Linked DNA regions of Danio rerio: region 1 is linked to region 2. The links are chromatin contacts, called in public HiChIP or PLAC-seq maps. All regions are on one chromosome and are shown on one strand. The core of a region is the stretch at or near the end of the contact, and the rest is flanking DNA. Distances in the headings are between cores, read along the strand shown.

Evidence for each region. HiChIP or PLAC-seq counts read pairs in DNA pulled down with a chosen protein or histone mark.
Region 1: an H3K4me3 HiChIP or PLAC-seq map of gastrula embryo shows a contact between it and region 2, with 2.8 times the contacts expected there. The contact joins the promoter of tcp1 here to the promoter of cc2d2a in region 2. A contact is called at or near these places in 2 of 4 datasets of contacts at active chromatin or transcription factors (embryo and gastrula embryo).

What each region holds. Positions count from the first base shown.
Region 1 is chr23:2,510,434-2,514,134 of GRCz12tu, reverse strand. It overlaps tcp1 (t-complex 1), which reads right to left and starts at 1,503. Exons shown (of 12, transcript NM_131230.1): 1 at 1,433-1,503. The coding sequence starts at 1,499.
Region 2 is chr23:2,296,973-2,300,367 of GRCz12tu, reverse strand. cc2d2a (coiled-coil and C2 domain containing 2A) reads right to left here and starts at 1,590. Exons shown (of 39, transcript XR_012398922.1): 1 at 1,535-1,590; 2 at 1,175-1,277; 3 at 984-1,059. It overlaps c1qtnf7 (C1q and TNF related 7), which reads right to left. Exons shown (of 4, transcript XR_012398925.1): 4 at 2,660-3,395.

The DNA of each region.
Region 1 (3,701 bases), core at 254-2,753, 210 kb before region 2:
TAAAACACATCAGCATGTGAATATTTAACAGTATTCATCAGAAGATGGCTCAGTTATACCTGCTCTGTGAACTGTGCTTACAAGTTAAAATTACTGCTGGGCAAAGATTAATCAATTAACTGCATCCGGAATAAAAGTTTGTTTTGACAAATGTGTGTATTTTATATACATATATATATACATATATATATATATATATATATATATATATATATATATATATATATATATATATATATATATATCACACTCGTAGCAGTGCGATATAGCTGTATGTCGGCACTGGTGGTGGCGTTGACACAACGCACACCTCCCACCAGTGCCGATATACAGCCATATCGCACTGCTACGAGTTTGACGGCATAATTGTGTATATAAAAACAAAACCAAACATGGAGAGTCTCAAAAACCCTTTTGTAAGAGGAACTACTTTCTTCCGCCTTGGGTTCAAATCATAATCTGACAGTTAAACAGTTGAGCAGGCATCTTTTACACTTTAGATCTGTAGTGTCGGCTTTTTGCTGGCTGTATGTGGGCGGAGTAATACACAAAGTGTAAAGAGGCTGTACGGGTGCTGATATTACTTAAATATATCACGGCTATCAACCAATCAGTTTCGAGAACCAGACAGAACTGTTGTATGTATATATATATATATATATATATATATATATATATATATATATATATATATATATATATATATATATATATATGTAGTGAAAGAGAGAGATAGAGAGATAGATAGATAGATAGATTCTCCTTAATATTACAAAGTCAGAACAGTATTCTTTACAAATTCTGAACAGGTAAATCTTATTAGCAGCAAATGACGTTATCAAAATACAAATTGTTCACAGTCAATTAGCTAGTGTTTATGTTGTTTAGAAGTCCTACTTGCATGCTAGTTTCAATCGAATATTCAAAGTAACATGATAAACTATATAGAGACTGCTAAATGAACGAATGTGCGAAAATAAAACCGACTTTACCTCTATGAAACGCATAACGTTATTGGGTCGAAACCAGAGTAGGTCAATAATAACAGAATTTTCATATTTCATACCGCTTGAATTGTTTACCAACTTGAATATCTGGTCTGAAAAATCATGTCTATTATTATTATGACTTCAACACAACATTAGCACCATGTAATTGACTGTGAACAATGCTATATTCAAATAATATCTGGAATTATATTAAGCAGAAAGTTCAAATGTGCGAATATAAAACTTTACTCCAATGACATATTTAGGTCTATAACGTCATTACAGTGTTATAGATCAGTAATGTTAACGCTGTAGTTCCAGTAAGCCGCACGTGCTGCTAGCGGCACCGGCCGCCGCTCCTCCGCTCAAACAGCAGCTGCGTCAGGCCGTTCACCCGGACTCTGCGTTATGTTACGGGTAATTATGATCTCTTCCAAACTCACCGTTTTGAGACCTCACGGACTCGCCAGTCGTCCTCTGGCCGAGCACGCTTAACGGACTGTCTATCATGGACATGTTGGACTGGAGAGAAGAATGGAGGCGCGCGCGGTGGGTTATGGGTAGGCTGGGCGCGGGAGGGGCGCGTGTGGAAACTTCCAGATCAATCGTGACGAGCTGCTCTCAGTTCATAATAAACACAAACACGAGCCACCGAACCACTACAAACACTCAACTCTGCACACCGACGTGCATAAAGAGGTATGTAACCTCACATATCAATACAAAGACTGTTTGACGTATTAAAAACTACATTTCCCCGTTTGCATTTTGTTCTTCTTCTATGATGTTTTATTGCGGTTTTGGGTGCGTTTACCGCCACCCTACAGGATGGATGCATATTGACGTCAAGTTAAAACCTAATTTGAAAGTCTCTGATTTTACCCCTTTTGCAAGATATAAGTCTTTGGTGTCTCCAGAATGTGTCTGTAAAATTTAAGCTCAAAACACCCATCAGATCATTATTAGTTAGACATGAGTGAAGCAGAAATTCAGCTCATTTGTTTAATAGTATTGGGCCCAATCCCAATTCTACCCCATACATACAGATCTGTAAAAAACTTGCCTTTGTGTCATAATAATCTGCCATATTTTCCAGAAAAGAAATCGCAACAGAATATATAGTCACGTGAAAAAAGTTAGGACTCCTTATAAAACTGGTGTGTGTATATAAAAATGATCTGTTGTGTGGCAAATTTGGAAAATGAAACATCAACATTGTGTTAACAGAAGCAAGTCAGGCACGTCCATTTTTCAGTTCCAACCAGGAATCAAACCTGCAACCTTTCTATTACCAGTCCAACTCCCTAACCAGTAGGTCACAACTGGATACTAAAACTGTGACGATCTGTGCTACCTCTTCGCTTAATCTGTAATGTATCGAGATTTAGCAGTCAAATCATAAAAGAATGAAGAAAAAAGTTAATATACTCTATTGGATTCCATTGTGTATCAGAACAAAAACATATCTGGTCCTTTACAGGTCTTACACTTTGTGAATTGAAACATCAGATGGACAACAACTCATCACATATTGCACAAAATGGAGTTCAGCCAGCATCTCATCTCTTCACAGCCTTCAGAACGCAAAATGCTGGATATACGGATTAAAAATGATTCAGCTCCGTCCCTGAAGAGACATAAGGTATGTTTAATTTTGTCTATTGTTAATTTATTGTGTATAATGTGAATTTTGCTGCATATGTTTGTAATGAGGCAACAAACACATGTAGACTGCTGAGTATTTAATGCATGTTTATGCATTGTGTCATATCACTGAGCTCTTACTGTGATTTTTCAGAAGAGAAAGAACTGCAATATACTTCATTAAACATCAGCGGTTTATGCAGAGGTTTATATTAATTCCTGGCTGTGTTTTCATATATGTTAAAGCTACAAAAAGCAAATGTCTTCCTGGCCACACAAAATGAAACCCATTATAATTACCCAATTTTGTTTTTATTAATTCAAAAGTGCAGGATTTGAATAGTCAGGTAAATAATTTGTAATCACATAGGTTTATATTTTGTGCAAAACTGCCTCAGGGTGATGGTAAATTACCAAATGCCATGCTTTAGATCAGGGGTCACCAATCTCGGTCCTGGATTGCCGGTGTCCCTGCAGGGTTTAGCTACAACTTGCCTTAACACACCTGCCTGAATGCTTCAAGTATACCTAGTAAGACCTTGATTAGCTTGTTCAGGGGTGTTTGATTAGGGTTGGAGCTAAAATCTGCAGGACTAAGTCCCTCCAGGAACAAGTTTGGTGACCCCTGCTTTAGATCATTTCAGCTCTGAATATAACACAACACGGAACACTGTGGGTTCAGGAGAGCTTCGCTAGATGGCGCTGTTAACTCATATATGGGTATTTTTCATGTGAGATTATCAGGGGTGCAATTGTACACATATTTTGCACCAAACAGTTTAGGATGGGACTTTCGGATTGGTGCACAAGTGGGCCGAATGCAGTGTTGTTGTATGTAAGGTAACATAATAAATATTTTAAAAGGGTCAGTTCATCCAAAAATGAACATTTCCTCATCCTTTACTCAGACCTAAGTGGTTCTAGACTTTTATGAATGTACTTCTTCTGTTGAACACAAAGGAAGATATACCGAAGAAGGTTGGAAAAAGGAGTCACATACATCCATACACTGTCAGAAAAAAGGGTACGGTTGGGGTACATTTGTGAATACTTGGGGTACAAATGGTG
Region 2 (3,395 bases), core at 341-2,840:
GCTACAATTCACACAGACTCACCAAACTGGACAATAGAAGATTGGAGAAACGTTGCCTGCTCTGATGAGTCTCCATTTCTGCTGACACATTTGGATGCATAGAGATAAAGTTGGTTTTATATTCTCACATTCATTAATTAAACAGTCTCTATATTGTTTACCATGTTTCTTTGAATATTCAATCGGAAGTAGCATGCAAGTATACTTCTAAACAACATTAACACTATCTAATTCACTGTGAACAATGTTGTACTTTGAAAGTCATTGGCTGCCAATATGATTTCCCTATTCAGAATTTGCAAAGAATACTTTTTTGAAATTATATTATTAAGGAGAATGTCTGAATATAAAACCATCTTTACCTCTATTTTGGATGGTCCGGTCAGAATTTGGCATCAACAACATGAAAGCATGGATCCATCCTGCCTTGTATCAACAGTTCAGGCTGGTAGTGGTGGTGTAATGGTGTGGAGGAGATTTTCTTGGCACACTTTGGGCCCATTAGTACCAATTGAGCATCATGTCAACGCCACAGCCGACCTGAGTATAGTTGCTGAACATGTCCATCCCTTTATGAGCACAGTGTCTCCATCTTCTGGATAACACACCATGTCATAAAGCGTGAATCATCTCAGACTGGTGTCTTGAACATGACAATGAGTTCACTTTACTCAAATGGCCTCCACAGTCACCAGAACTCAATCCAATAGAGCACCTTTGGGATGTGGTGGAACGGCAGATTGGCATCATGGATGTGCAGCCGACAAATCTGCAGCAACTGCGTGATGCTATCATGTCAACATGGAGCAAAATCTCTGAGGAATATTTGCAGTGCCACGAATATTTGTTGAATCTCTGCCACGAAGGATTAAAGCAGTTCTGAAGGCAACAGGGGTCCAACCCGATACTAGTAAGGTGTACCTAATGAAGTGGCCGGTGAGTGTAAGTATATTTAACATAGAAATACCGCACTCTGTTGTTACCTGTTTATCATCCCTGACTTTTCCTAAAGACTCCTGCAGTTCTCTCCTCTTCTTCTTTATTTTCTCTCGTACATCACTGAGGACAACAGGACAACTTAAACTTAGAAACAGCCGTAAAACAGAATTGCTCTAAGCTTATACTCAAGTTAACGTATAGTAAAAAATAAAAACAGATTAATGTTAACAGTTACCCTGGCGATGACATTGTGCTCTAACGTTATGCATTAAACGTTACTGACGTCAGAAATCTTCCCAATACATCTCAGATCTTCAGTGTGGACCTCACAGCAGCTCCTGGATGACACGGTTCGTTAATAAAACATTCATAATGGAGGGATAAACTGCATAGCATTAGTTGAGTAAAGTTAAAGTTAGCAACAGCCTTTTATAAAGTAACGTTAGCCGAAATCTCTTATTAACAGCAGACTGTAGTCGCTCGAGGCAGGAAATAAACATTATTCTGCTCAAAAGACAAAAGAGAAACTTTCCAGATTATAGAATTATTCCACTGAAATAGTTAGTAAATGTAATAAATCTGTATTTAGCTTTACCGTCGTGCGCCGTCTCGCTGCCTGGTAACGGGTGTAAATAATCTACAACCGAACATACGGTTTGCGTCCGGATCATCCCTTTCACGTCAGCGTTTGTTCTCATTGGCCCACAGGCCCGTCAATCACCCAAATCTGGATACGTCACGCGGCAGCTCGAGCTCAATCCTGCATGAATATAAAAAAATATTAATATTAATTGTTCATTTTGTGGGCAGCACCCTGAGTCCCTGGTTCACTTATTTTGGCAATGCAATTACTCTAGGTTGCTTTGGAAAGACTTCTTACTTTTTATAATTGAGAATGTTGATGAGGAATTTTCCTTGCTGTGGGAGAATGTTTTGTTTGGTTTTGTTGATTATGGAACGGGGGCTTTACATAAAAAGAAAACATATTTTCTTAATCTTCTTGTCTTGTTAACAAAATTTTATATCCATAAATGTAAATTTTCAAACCAAAAACCTTTTTTTAATATTTTGCTTACTGAAATGCAGTATTACTTTGAAACAGTGTCTAACTCTTTCTCAAAAAAGGCTTTAAAAATAACTGAAATTTGTAAATTATATAATATTTTTCTTTAACGTGTAATGTATTTACCCCTCCTGTTTTTTTTTTTTTGTTTGTTTGTTTATTTTTTTGTTATCTGTAGTTATTTCTTTTTCCAAAAATGTTGTTCTTTTTGTCTCTTCAATTTCTTGTTAACATCCTGTGATTGTATATTCTCATTTTCGTATATTAAAAAAAAAAAAAAAAAAAAAAAAAAAGCATGAGACGCGGGCAAATTCTCCATAGAATTTATCCTGCTAAACATGTTTTGGAAAGAATGAAGCTTAATCTTTCATATATGTGTGCATTTTGTGTTCAAGAAAAAGAAACAATTTTGCATCTTTTTTTATCCATAAAAAATTACAAAGATAGAATATACTTAAAATACTGTGTCATACTCTTTTACTCACATAGCCTACTAAAACCCTCATAAGAACTATAAAACATGAAGTCATTGGTTGTTACAAACAAATTGGACAAAAAAACATTTGCTGTATTTTTAGAAACACTGAGCAGAAAAACAACGGAGATCTGCAGTAAAGCTGTTGAGTTTTTATTTATTTATCTTATTTTTATTTTTTTCTAAAGATTGCAAAATGACCTGATGTGGTGAGTATATATTTCCATGTTCTGTGATGTGTGTTATTTGATCCTCTTCAGATGGTTTTAATCATAATTCAGAAAAGGGTGTTTTCTGCCTTCTGAGCTTTGGCTTTCATGTATTTTTTCTCAACTCCAAAAACACTCCATTATACTCTTATTCATGTGAAGAAAACGCAGAAAAACACTACATTGATGTGCTGTAAAATACAGTAAAAACTGTACATTAAGGTATTTAAATATTTCTTGACAAAATCATCTTTCCATAAAGATAGGGAAAAGAGCTTTCAAATCAACCATGCAACACATGTCAGATTTTTCTTCATAATAATCTTTTACGAGCACTTTTTGACAAATCTTTTGTTCCGCTTCGGGTCTCAGAACAGTCCAGATGGCTTTTCTCTGACCACAGAACAACTCTCCCATGACAAACTGAGTTCACAATACAAGAAGTGACTCATCGACACAATAAAACCAATAGAGTCTCTGTTCAAATCTCATTATATAAGATTTTATAAGAATTATATATAACTATATGATTAAAAAAACTGTTGTATTTACAGTATATTTACATTATTTTGTAGTATTTTTATTCTATTCAGACTAAAAAACTGCATCAAGGTGCAAACATAGTCTTTAAATCACTATGAATGAGTGAAAACCATTTCCCAGTACTGGTTTGCAGCTGTAAGGGCATCCACTGCATTAGAGTAGTTGG